2 separate regions of the Oryctolagus cuniculus genome follow, and region 1 is linked to region 2. The links are chromatin contacts, called in public Hi-C maps. All regions are on one chromosome and are shown on one strand. The core of a region is the stretch at or near the end of the contact, and the rest is flanking DNA. Distances in the headings are between cores, read along the strand shown. Region 1 has its middle 21 kb from the start of ABCB5. Region 2 overlaps ITGB8 (integrin subunit beta 8).

What was found. A called contact is a pair of places that touch in the nucleus more often than the background predicts.
Region 1: a Hi-C map of skin fibroblasts shows a contact between it and region 2, with 2.7 times the contacts expected there. The contact joins two enhancer-like sites. A contact is called at or near these places in 3 of 6 Hi-C or Micro-C datasets (embryonic fibroblasts, skin fibroblasts and an unstated tissue).

The regions. Positions count from the first base shown.
Region 1 is chr16:12,655,405-12,661,985 of mOryCun1.1, forward strand. No RefSeq gene overlaps it. Among named protein-coding and RNA genes, the nearest start is that of ABCB5, 21 kb to the right of the region's middle. Within about 2 kb of position 4,092, at least 1 of the 8 cell types and tissues checked has an H3K27ac peak or open chromatin away from gene starts, as enhancers often do.
Region 2 is chr16:12,471,612-12,478,473 of mOryCun1.1, forward strand. It overlaps ITGB8 (integrin subunit beta 8), which reads left to right. Exons shown (of 14, transcript NM_001082304.1): 11 at 1,918-2,143; 12 at 2,919-3,025; 13 at 5,789-5,952; 14 at 6,046-6,176. The coding sequence ends at 6,168. Among named protein-coding and RNA genes, the nearest start is that of ITGB8, 83 kb to the left of the region's middle. Within about 2 kb of position 4,935, at least 2 of the 8 cell types and tissues checked have an H3K27ac peak or open chromatin away from gene starts, as enhancers often do.

The sequences.
Region 1 (6,581 bases), core at 2,842-5,341, 180 kb after region 2:
TGCATTTTGTGTATCTCCACCCATTAAAATGTGAGCTTGGAGTGGGCATTTGGCCTAGCAGTTAAGATGTCCACATCCTATACCAGTACCTGGGTTGAATTCCTGGCCCCTGCTTGGAATTTCCACTCCTGCAGATGCAGACCCTGGGAGGTGACAGGTGATGGATCAGGTGGTTGGGTCCCTGCCCCTACATGGGAGACTTGCATTGAGTTCCTATCTCCTACCTTCAGCCTGATCCAGTTCTGGTTGTTGTAGCTATTTAGAAAATGAACCAGTGGGTGGAACCACTCTCTCTGTATCTGTCTTTCTCTCTCTTTCTTCCTCCCTCTCAAATAATTTAATTTGCATAGGTTCCAGGCACTGTTCTAAGAGCTTTTTTTTTATTTTTAAAGATTTTATTTATTTATTTGACAGGTAGAGTTACAGACAGTGAGAGAGAGAGAGACAGAGAGAAAGGTCTTCCTTCTCTCCCCAAATGGCCACTACGGCCAGAGCTGCGCCCATCCGAAGCCAGGAGCCAGGTGCTTCTTCCTGGTCTCCCATGCAGGTGCAGGAGCCCAAGCATTTGGGCCATCTTCCACTGCTATCCCAGGCCACAGCAGAGAGCTGGATTGGAAGAGGAGCAACCGGGACTAGAACCGGTGCCCATATGGGATGCCGGCACCGCAGGTAGAGGATTAACCTAGTGTGTCACGGGGCCGGCCCTTGTTCTAAGAGCTTTAAAAATTCTTTTAAAAATTAACCAATTAACTCTACTGAACATCCCATGAGTTAGATGCTAATTATATTCCTTTTCCTGCATGAAAGCAGTGGAGCACAGAGAAGTTAAGCAACTTGTCCCAAGTGGCAGAGCTGGCAGTGGTAAATTTGAATCAGGAATCCATCAATCTGGTTCCAGAGTCTGTTCTGTGCAATACTTCTTTTCTCATAAGCCTTTATGATTGATGGGAAAATTACAGGTTTACATTTTCCTACTGGAATTTAGATCAGAACAATTTGACACAAGCAAAATTTTAGAGCTTGCTAGCCGGGAACCATATTAATTTAGAATTTTTTCTTGTTAGAAATGATAGCCACGAAAACTAAACACACAATGGCGAAAGCTAGAAACAGGACAGCTTGATATGAACTGTGATTTAATAACGTCCTAGAATCTACATAAAAACTTTTGATTGGTCAATCTTACCAAGGAGGCATGTACCAATGCCATCTCACTTGTTAAAGTGATAAGTTTAAGTACATAATTGATCAAAAAGATAGGGTAAGTGTCCAAGAGATTTCACAAATAAGACCAGTGTCTGCAAATAATGAAGGATAGAAATAAAAGGGAGAGAATGATCCTGCGGGGGAAGCGGGACACACAGCAGACTCATAGAATGGCAAATGCCCAAAACAGCACTCTGGCCTCAGAATCAACCCTTGGGGCATTCGGATCTGGCTAAAAGGCCCATGAGAGTCTCACAGGCATGGAAAGCCAAGACACTGTGGCAAAAACAACCTGAATGAAAGATCTCAGTGAACAAGACCCCAGCAGAAAGAATAGGCCATCAAAGAAGGAGGCACCTTTCGCTGAAGGGAGGAAGGAACCTCCACTGTGATATGGCCTTGACTAAACAAGTTCAGAGTTGGTGAACTCAAGAGGCTTCCATAGCGTTGACAGCTCATGGCAAGAGCCTTGGGTAATTACTGATGTCATAAATAAGAGTGTCAGTTCTTAAATCAACAATGGGAGTCACTGTGCATCTGCTCCCCACGTAGGATCTCTGTCCTTAATGTGTTTTACTATGAGAGTTAACAATAACACTACTAGTCGAACAGTCCTCTATATCTTTTGTGGGTGTGTGGGTGCAGTCTGTTGAAATCTTTGCTTAGTATATACTAAGTTGATCTTCTGTGTATAAAGATAATTGAAAATTAATCTTGATGAAGAGTGGGATGGGAGAGGGAATGGGAGATGGGAGGGCTGCGGGAGGGAGGGAGGTTGCGGGGAGAAAGCCACACAATGCAAAAGTTGCACTTTGTAAATTCACATTTATTAAATAAAAAAAATAAAACTTTCGATCGGAATAAAAGCAACTTCTGGGAAATCTGTGTCCATAGAATGCTATGCGAAGAATAACCGAAGACAAAATAGATTTCACAGTGCCTGCTCTTCTGTGCCAGCCAGGATGGGCTAAGCAATGTGATGCTTACAGGGGACAACAAGTTGCAGTCATGTCAAGGGTTTGCAATCGAAAAGGTTGTTTTTCTGCTCTTCTCTGCTCAAGTCTCACACATGTTGCAAGGGGTGCTGCTTCCAGTGTCCCCTCCTGGGACCCTCACCTCTGATGTGTCCTTAGTTGAGGTGACAAGCTCTCTCTTACTTCTTTACCACATTAATTCACTTCTATGCCTGCCTCTAGACGGGTTATGTTGAAGTGCCATGCCCAGGGTGCTTCAGAATCAAGAGGAACCTCTCATTACTAAGTATTTCACCCAATCAGAATCCATCATGTGCTGACATTGTGGTGTAACAACCTAAGCTGCTACTTGGGACACCCACATCCCATATTGGAGTGCCTGGGATCACTTCCTGCCTTTGCTTCCGATCTAACTTCCTGTCAATGCACCTAGGAGGCTGTAGATGATGGCTCAATAACTTGGGCCCTTGCCACCCACAGGGGAGACACAGATAAAGTTCCTGGCTCCTGACTTCAGTCTGGCCCAGCCCTGGTTGTTGCCGGCATTTGGGGAGTGAACCAGTGGATGGAAAATCCTTCTCTATGTCTCTCTCTTTCTCTCCTCTCTCTCTCTCTTCCTCTCTCTCTCTCTCTTTCTCTTTCACTCTCTCACTGTATGTGTGTTGCTCTGCCTTTCTAATAAATAAACAAATAAGCATTTTTAAAAATCAAAGCAAATGAAAATCAATCAGCATGTGGCACCCAGAAAACCACATGAACTCTGTGCTCTGATGACAAGGAAGAGCCGTGGCAAGGGGAGCGAGCTATCAGTGGGGCAGCCGGCAAACGTTTTTGCCATGGTGAGTGTTGGCAACAACAATGAGAATGCTAGCAAATTCAGCGGTCACTGGGAACTCACAAGAAGCCAGACAAAGGGCTGTGTTTGCCTTCCTTCACTCAATGCCCAAGTCCTACAAGGTCAGCCCTTTCTTTCCATGCCTATTTTACTGACAAAAACGCTGAAGAGCTAAGGATAAAATACCTTTGTGGGCCTTCAATCCAGTAAATATTGGGCCTGGGACAAGATCCCCAGGCAGGGATTTCACTTCAATCCCATCCAGGTGGCATGTACCAATGCCATCTTACTAGTCAAACTGATCAGTTTAAGTTCATAATTGATCGTAATAATAGGATTAAGTACCAAAGTGATCACATAAACAAGACTAGTGTCTGCTAATACTAACTGATAGAATAAAAAATGGAGAGAAAGATCCAACATGGCAAGTGGGATCCACAGCAGACTCATAGAATGGCAGATGTCCTAAATAGCACCCAGGCCTCAGAATCAGCCCTTAAGGCAATCGGATCTGGCTGAAGAGCCCATGAGAGTTTCTCAGGCATCAGTGCTTTGTACTTTGTGTGTTTGTTTTAGTGCAAACTGTTGAAATCTCTACTTAGTAAATACTAAGTTGATCTTCTGTATATAAAAATAATTGAAAATGAGTCTTGATGAAGAATGGGATGGGAGAGGGAGTGGGAAGTAGGGTGGTTGCAGGTGGGTGGGAGGTTGTGGGAGGAAGGGCCGCTATAATCCAGAAGTTGTACTTTGGAAATTTATTTTTCTTAAATAAAATTTGAAAAGATCCCTAGGCAGGCGGCTCAGTCTCCACTCCTGCAAGTGCTGCCCTCGAATGCTTCCCGGCCGAATTGCCCCAGAGTCAGGGCACTGGACGCTTTATCTCCGGGGATCGCAGGCTCTGCAATAGTATTCACCACTGCAGCTTGACTGCAACGTGAATTTGACCCTGGAAGCAGAGCTTCCACCATAAATTTCCCCAAGAGCCTGGTGCCAAGATCACGGAGAACAGCCTGTGCTCTTCAGACGACAGTGATAAGAGGGCCGACGCTGCTGAGAGCTGCAAGTGCTGACCCGGCAGCATGTCTCCAGGCAAGGGGCATTTCTGCTGCCTCACTGCAGCCTGTGCACTGGCTCCTCGGGGAGCAGCTGGGACGCGGCACGCTAGAGCCTCATGCTATTGCAAGGGCCGTCATGCTATTGCAAGGGCCGTCAGCAGGAAGTCCACTGAGCCTGCACTGGGTCCTGCCTGCCTACTCATTTGAAGGTTAAGAGACCCTTTCCATTCCAAAGTGAGAGCAATGGAAGAAAAAGGGGAGCCTCTGCCTACAAAAATTATGCTGAAATCATTCAGCCACCCCTGAGAATTCACACCAATGACACCAAAATAAAATGTAACTAGCAGAGTGTGTGGTGTTGGCTCTCCAGCAGGTGCTTGCTGTGCTGTGGTCACTGGCACAACACACACACACACACACACACACACATACAGCATGTCTTCTCTGTCCTGCCCCATGTCCCCATGTATGTTCCCTACACTCAGCTGGATCTCTCTCAACCCTCTGCATCCCCACTGGATTCTTTCCTTAACCCTTGGCTGCATCGGACTCTGTTAGGACGTATTAGTTCAGGCTTTTCATCGGCCCCTGGCTGGTCTGCTGTTCCAACCCCACGAGGACCAAGGAGGCTCTAACAGGTTCCCACTTTCCCCTGGTTATACCCTGGAACCCTAAGATATAAGGCATCAATTCTTTTCTGTTTTGGGATATGGGTGAGGTGGGGGAAAGGGCAGGATTGGGCTCTCTCCCATTCACTCCTATCACCCCTACATTATGTTGATTTTTGGTATAATCTCCATGCCTTGTTGCTTTTGAGACTTTGTATTCTGATATTCCCAAGCCAAACTTTTGAACTTTAAAACACATTATCTGTTGCAAGCACTTGGCTTCTATGAGTGTTGGCTTTGGTATGAATTTAAAAATCCATTCATCACTCCAGCTGACACCACCTCTTTCAGCTGTACCTGCCCTCCTTCTGAGAGCAAATGTGTAAAGAAAATTAGGTAGTGGGGAAAAGAGAATGAATTCAAAGCTGCCCAGTAAGGGAGCAGAGAAGCGAGGTCAGGAAACTGTGGTTGATGTACCTCTAGATACTATTCACTGGATCTGCTTTCTGGAACGCCGAGCGGGTTCTCTTATTCTGAGGTTACTCTGTCGTTGTAAACAGCTAAGTTGTACAGCAATTGCTCTGTGCCAGCACCTTGGACGACTTTATCCTTCCATCCTCACAAACAACACTACAAGTTGGAGGTTTTTATCTTGCTTCCCAGATAAGGAAGGGGAGTCTCCGGAACATTCCTCAACCATGTCCACAAAGGTTGCAGCTGGTAGAACCAGCCGCTATGCTAGTCCCTGGGTGTATGAAGATTAATGACATCAAGTTGAATAATATGAAGACAAATGCACTGACTGGTGCAGACACCAAACTTTTCAACGGATCCTGATGGCCCATTTGGCTGAGATTGCTGTTGAGACTTCTACAAACAGGAGGGCCATTTGACTAAGGATGATGGGACGTGTCCCACAGAGATTGGCACCTGAGCTATTCATGAAAGGTAAGGAGGAAGTTTAGACAAGTGGAGCAAATGAGAAGAGAACCAAAAGACAGGGTATTTTAGGTACAAGCAACAGTATCCATACAAGCAAAGAAGCAAAGTGAAACAGAATGCTTTGCTCCTTGCCTTAGACTATTTCTCCAGTTATCTACAAGTGACCCCAAAACTTCAGTTTATGTAACAACAGTTACTATATTTATAAGCCCTCTTTGGAACAGAGATCACCTGTGCCCTGCTTAGCATCATCCAGGATAGCGTTAATGCTGGGGACTGAAATCCAGGGAAGCCTCATTCACATGTAAATCCACACTGGCAGGCAGCTGAGTCCTTACCTGGGTCTGTGCAGGATCACCTTACTCCTGGTCTGTCCACGTGGCATGGACTTCCTCACAATATGGTGGCTGAGTTCAGCAGTGAATGCCCTGAGAGAGAGAGTAAAACAAGTGGAAGCCATAACACACTTTTAACAAGCCTTGTAAGTCAGGCAATGCCACTTCCACCATGCATGTCTGTTGAGACAGCTACGAAATGCTACCTGATTTCAAAGGAAAAAGAAAACATCTCAACGTTTGAGTAGTTGTGAAAGTTTTCTGGCAGAGTATGTTGAGCTGGAAATTTAGCTGTGGTCATTTTTTGAAGCATACCATAGGGCATAACTGTAACCGTGGAGCAACCATATATAATGCAAACAAAGCCACTACCCATAACTAACCTGTTTTATCCCGATCTAGTCACGCTATTAGCTGTGTGAGATCACTCACTGACTCACTGCTTACTAGGAGGGGGTTACCAGCAAAAGCTAAAAAAAGGATTGAAGTCAATCCAAGTCATCCTCCTGAGTTACCCACACAGTAGCTGGGCACAGGGACACCCAACCATCAGGGCACAAAATGCTAGTTGTGCTGTCTTGGCCCCTTGGCAAACAACACATGCATGAGTTGTCTGCTATAAA
Region 2 (6,862 bases), core at 3,685-6,184:
ACATGTTCACAGGTCAGCTGGCTAGGGTTTGGCACACAGCCGACAGAGGAACAGAGTCTGACAGACGTCTGTTTGGCCTGGAGCTCATTAGTTTTACACTGGGCAGATCCTGCCGCCGTGGACCCTGGGGCAGCCACTCTAAGGTGCTCAGCATACGAGAAGGGACAGAGCGAGTGGGAGAAGGAAGGAAGGAAGCGAGGGAGGGAGAGAAGGAGGGAGGGAGAAAGGAAGGAGTGAATGCAGATCGGCTGATTTGTGGACACGTGCATTTAGGAAACATTATATACCCCAATAAAATGTAAGCCCCTTATGATTTCTAGTTCCCTTTGTCATACTAAATTTTGGCTACTTTATTCAGTCTAACATCTGTTTAATTATATATAGAAAACATTACTTCAACTTGCCTGTGTGCATAAGTGCCTCCACCCCACCCCTCCAAACACACACCATCTTGTTTATTTTTTTTTCATTTATCACCAAATAAGAGCTCACCATGTAGTTAAGGACATGCCCATTAAGCTATTATACAAAGAAATACTACTCAGCCATAAAAAGGATGAAATCTTGTGATTTGTAACAACATGACTGAAACTGCTAAGCAGAGCAAACCAAGCACAGAAAGACAAGGATCACATGATCTCACTCATATTTGGAGATGGTGATGTCATAGAAATGAAGGTTATAATGGTGGCTACAAGAGACTGAGGAGGCAAGGGAGAAAGAAGGGTTGGGGAAAGCTTAATTAAGAGCACTAGGTTAGGCCGGTGCCGCGGCTCAATAGGCTAATCCTCCGCCTAGCAGCGCCGGCACACCAGGTTCTAGTCCCAGTCAGGGCGCCGGATTCTGTCCCGGTTGCCCCTCTTCCAGGCCAGCTCTCTGCTGTCGCCCGGGAGTGCAGTGGAGGATGGCCCAAGTGCTTGGGCCCTGCACCCCATGGGAGACCAGGATAAGCACCTGGCTCCTGCCATCAGATCAGCGGGATGCGCCAGCCGCAGCACGCCGGCCGTGGCGGCCATTGGAGGGTGAACCAATGGCAAAAGGAAGACCTTTCTCTCTGTCTCTCTCTCTCACTGTCCACTCTGCCTGTAAAAAAAAAAAAAAAAAAAAAAAAAAAAAGGCACTAGGTTATAGCTAGAAAGGAGTAGGGATGTCTGTGGATCCACTGTACAGGGTGGCCATAGATAAAGTTAATGTACCGTGTATCTCTCAAAAACCAGCAACCAGCAAGCTAGAAGATGGAATTTTGGCTGCTTTCACCATAAAGACATGCTAAATGTCTGAAAAGAGAGCTATTTTTACGCTGATAGTACATTTCAAAATGTGTGCACAAGCCAAAAGATCGCATGGTTCCTCACAGATACATACAATGTTATATGCCTGTTAAATCTTTTAAATAATTTTAAATGTACTGAGGGTGTGAAAGGATTAGTCAGTCTGCTTCCTGGTATCTTTAAATGGTGTTGGCAGCAAGAAGCACTCGTCTGCCTCTCAGTTATCCCAGACTTGTAATAATGAGGCTGAGAGAATGGATTACGTTACTCACATACTCTTATTTTACTGATTTCAACTCAGACAACATTACTGCAGCCTTTGTCACTTCTTTATAGTTGTGTGTTTTTAACTTAACACCGGGCAAGGGCACTCAAGTGACTGGGCTGCCAGTGACTTGGGGACACCCTGCACACATGTTAGCCCAATACATTAGCGTCGGGAGATGGTCTACAATAGAACTGCTTTGCAAAGAGCTGTACCTCTAAGTCCTGGCATTGTAGATGTCAACCAAATAGAAAACAACGCTGTTCCCCCTCACTTGAGCATCACTGTGTTTCCAAGGAGACAGGATGGGAATCCACATCTGGGAGCTCTTCACAAAATCAAGGACTCGGCAACTGAGGTCCTGGGGTGTCTGTGTTGCAGGGCATGGAGAGTGTGAAGCGGGCAGATGCCAATGCTTCAGTGGCTGGGAAGGGGATCGGTGCCAGTGCCCGTCAGCAGCAGCCCAGCACTGTGTCAATTCCAAGGGCCAAGTGTGCAGCGGAAGAGGCACGTGTGTGTGTGGCAGGTGCGAGTGCAGCGATCCCAGGAGCATCGGTCGCTTCTGTGAACACTGTCCCACATGTCCTACAGCCTGCAGTGAAAACTGGTACGATTCCTGTGTCTCCAGTCAGTCTTAAAGCAGCCCTCGTGAAGGCTACCTGTCCTCCTCATTCCTGCATTTCTTAGTCTTGACAGTTGCCTGGTGAATTCTTACCATTACCCTAAAAAGTGTTGAGTGGATGTTAGAGGAGGTGGAAATTCAAACCTTTTGCTGTAGAAAGCTTTGGAAGCATCAGAATAAATTCACTGTGGCCTTAGTGCTTTTGAAATAGGTTCCTGAATATATGGGCTACCCAGCTTATTATTAGTTGGCTATGTGATCTAGGACAAGCTTTAGAAGTTTCCATGCCTTTGTTTGCTGATATTGAAAATCAGTAAATAATACCATGCTACAATTCTGAATAAGTTAATGCTTCATGTAAGAATACCACCTTTGTTCTTGGTACATGGTAATCATAGGATAAATGTTAGCTGTTATTACTCTATTTTAATGATAAAGAACGAGAGTGGTTATGAAGTCCTCTAAAAGTGATTAATATGTTAAATGAAGGTGACATTGTTGTTTATTGGTTTCTAATTAATTTCCCAATAATAGTTTTTAATTAAACTAAGTAATTTCCCAATAACGGGTTTGATAATTAGCTGTTCATTATTGGTTAATTTGGAAATGCAGTACTTCAATATAATGATGGAGTTATTTCTAATGAACCTGTTGAAATTTAAACTGGTCATTGCAGATGTATTCTTGTATTTCTCACAGAACATTTGACAGCCAACACTTTTTTAAAGAATAAAGATTTTCCCTTCCATTTCCCCTTCAGGAATTGTGTGCAATGCCTTCACCCTCACAATCTGTCCCAGGCTATACTTGATCAGTGTAGAACCTCATGTGCTTCCACGGAGCAGCCTTATGTGGAGCAGGCATCAGGTAAACCGACACTGGACAATCAAGGCACTGGGGAAGGGCCACTGTGGGGCACAGAGGTTAAGTCCCCATCTGAGGCACCTGCAGTCCCACTCCACTTCTGATTCCAGTTTCCTGCTGAGGTACACCCTGGGAGGCAGCAATGATGGATCCATTCCTTGTATTCTTACCACCCACATGGAACACCCAGATCGAGTTCTGGCTTCAGCCTAGCCCACCCAGCAACTGCCCTGTTGCAGGCTTTTAGAGAGTGAACCAGTGGATGGTAGATTCTCTCGCTCTCGCTCTCGCTCTCACTCTTGCTCTCTCTCTCTGTCCCCACCCCCCACTTCCTGTCATTTTGCCTTTCAAATAAATAAATCATTTTCAAAAAAAAAAATTCTCAGCCCTCTTAGAAAATCTCCCTGGGTTTCAGTTTTCTGATCTGTGAAACGGAGGCAATAACAAATTGAAAAGGCCACGCGGCACTGAGTCAGTGATCATCAAAGAGGAATCTAAAGATGACACAGAAATCGGGGAAATACATGAGACCTGTGCCTAAAGACTATTTAAACTAAAAACTCCGTAGAACCCAAAAAGCCAGAGCCAGCATTGCACAGGTTTGAGGTATGGAACTTTATCTGAATTAGAATAAACCTTGAAATCGTGTCCTCACTGGAAACATTCCGATTGCATCTACTATTTCAGGGCTGCCCCCACCACCAGCACCACCATGCCAGTAAGAAAAAGTGCAGCTCTTGCAGAGATGGAACACAGAAGCAAACTTTCACTAGAGCTTTCTCTCCCTTTTGCTTTGCAACCACACTGGTCTTAGCCCGTAATGGATTTGGCTCTGAACAGAACCCATGTGCTGCCAGCTGGGGCTACAGCAATCACTCCAGAAAGCCAAGTGCCTTTTCTAATAAAAGGGCCCTCGCTATCAACATGTCATTTATAATGTTCAGTAAACACTCCTGATTTAGCTGTTGTTACCATAAAAAAAATTGCCTAAAACTTCTTAGGAAAAGCCCCGGCCTGACCAAAACTAAGAAAAGCATGGGTCAGAGGAAAATGTTTGACCACCCCTAGCAACGGTTGAAAAGGTAGCGGATTTGCACCCTGAAAATGTCTTCTACCCTACCCTGTTAGAAACGTCCCTAAAATGTGTCAGCTGCGAGGGAGATCCCCTCCTCGTCACAACTCTTGTGCAAGGAGTGGGGAAAAGGCTTCTGTTAGGCACCTCTGAGATCCGTCCGCTCAATCACACTTAAAGAGTGTTCTTTCGGTCTCTCTGGCTAAGCTCCTACCGGGCAGGAGGCCAGAGAGGGGAATCCAGCCACGTGCCCCCTCTGAGCATCTGCTTGGCTGGGTGACTGGTCTGGAATCAGCCAAGGCAAATGACAAAATGCATCCTGCGCGTCGTGACCCCGCAAGTCACTGCGGAAGACTCCAGGGCACCATTTTGAGAGCGCCTTGGAGTCCACCCCGACATGGCTGGAGACGTGCTCTGGTATTTAGGGTTTCCGTTCCAGTAGGAGCCCTGGGGCCTCTGCCTTTGTCCATTCTTTCAAGTTAACTGATTGCCGACCAGAAGGAAGGCTCCTCTGCCTTCCCAGCTGGAGAGAGCACCCCTTGCCTCTCATCACCGAGCTCTTGGTGGATCCAAGAGCCCCACGTGCTGGTCCCTGGGAGTTCTAACTCAGATCACCTATAAACTGGGGATGTGCTACCCCAGGCCTTGGCCAGTCGCCTCCCTGGAGACCCTTCACGTTCAAGGGCTCCTCCCCATGCCTGGAGAATGGGCAGAGGCACAAATGCCTCTTTAGCCAGGAAGTCACTTTCTGAATCTGGGACAGCTGTTGAGTTCCCTGGAATACTTGTCTATTGTGCAACCATGTTCCCCTCCGATTAGAGTAATACCACTGGCAGCAACCAAGCCTGTCCGCTTTCCAAGGACGCTGTGCCAAAGGCCTGGTGCTGAAGCAGAGATCTAGCGTGCTCTTCACACTGCTGCTTTTTTCCCCTCCAACTGGAAATTATCTGTCCTTGAAAAAAAATAGGGTGGAAATTTTAGTAGAAAATGGAGTAGATTTAGCTAACAGACGAGTAAAAAAAGAAATTAATAAAATTGAGGAAGAGATTTGAGTGTGTCCCAAACTGGACACTCCCATTTCCTGGAGAAGCCATGTGTAATAATAATGAAAACCTACACTGCAACTTCAGAGGAAATATTTGTTCATCTAGTACCGATTTTAGATTCTGTAGATGTTTACTTAATTTTCCATTACTGGTGTGCAACAAAATAATAAGGGAAACATATGCTCATGCCCAGAGCTGTTAGATAATTGTTTAAAATCCTATTTTCCACTTAGTGATCAACAGTAAACACTACAAAAAGTGTCCTTTTCTCTGTCATGGATAAAATTATGTTTGGTTAAGGGATTTGGACACATTCCAGTTAATACAATTAAAGCATCAAGCTGCAAAAAAAAATGTTATTGAATCCCATTAGCATGGATATTCCCCTAAGGGAGGCTCCCATTAGCATGGATATTCCCCTAAGGGAGGCTATCTATTGAAAATATTTTTATAAGAAATATGCAATAAAATTAGAGAGAATACTTTTTTGAGCCAGCAATCATGTCATGTGAATCCCCTATTTTAAAAATATAGGTTTGCAAATATCTCTGGTCCTATTCATTGAGCTCTCAGCATAAGTTGCTTGGTACCATCCTCTGATCTCCTCATACTGATTTTTAATCCATTTATTTGTTTACTTTATTACAGAGTGTTTCTCTAGCCCAAGCTACTTGAGGATTTTTTTCATCATATTCATAGTCACGTTCTTGATTGGGTTGCTTAAAATCCTGATCATTAGACAAGTGATACTACAATGGAATAGCAGTAAAATCAAGTCCTCCTCAGATTACAGAGTGTCAGCCTCAAAAAAGGTCAGTGAATTAAAAAAAAAATGCTGCCAGTAATTATTGTCTAGCTACATTATTTAGGCCCTTAACTAACAACAATATTTCTTCTCCGTCAAGGATAAGCTGATTCTGCAGAGTGTTTGCACAAGAGCAGTGACCTACCGACGTGAGAAACCTGAAGAGATAAAATTGGATATCAGTAAATTAAATGCTCATGAAACTTTCAGGTGCAACTTCTAAGAAAAAAAGATTTAAAAAAATACTTTGTGGGAAACTGATTTTTCAATAACTGCTCCTAAAAAAGGATAGTTCTAAAAGTCACAGGAGGAGACAGATTGTTCCAGATTGTGCCAGTTGCTGGATGGATTCGAGTGAAGACTGCCAAGCATCCTCATCGTCATGTGACTCACATAGCTGCTGAATTTTTCAGAGAAAAATGTCTTACTACTGTTTGAGACTAGTGTCATTGTAGCACTTTACTGTAATATATAACTTATTTAGATCAACCTAGAATGTAGATCATCTGAAGAGCACTGATTACACTTTACAGGTACCTTCCATTCCTATGCTTCCCAGAGAGAGAGAGACAACGCTGTGAGAGAGTTGCATTGTGCCACCACAAGGGTACAGTGATCCCTGCATTGACCATGCAGACGAAAAATATCATCTGGTAGTTACACCGGATGTTTTAGGCCAATTTTGCCCAACACTTCAACTGTTGGCAATGAGTAGACAAGAACAACTAGATGAATAAATGGTTAGTGTCTCATTTATTCAAGAGGTGAACATATGAAAGCTTAATATTAAGGGATATTGCTTCTGAAACTGTATAGTTTAATGCATGTGTGTTGATCTTTTCTTTTTTTCAAGATGGTTGCAAATTCTAACACTCTCTCCTCTTTCTCTTTGTAGTTTGTTTTTCTCCCCTGCAGGA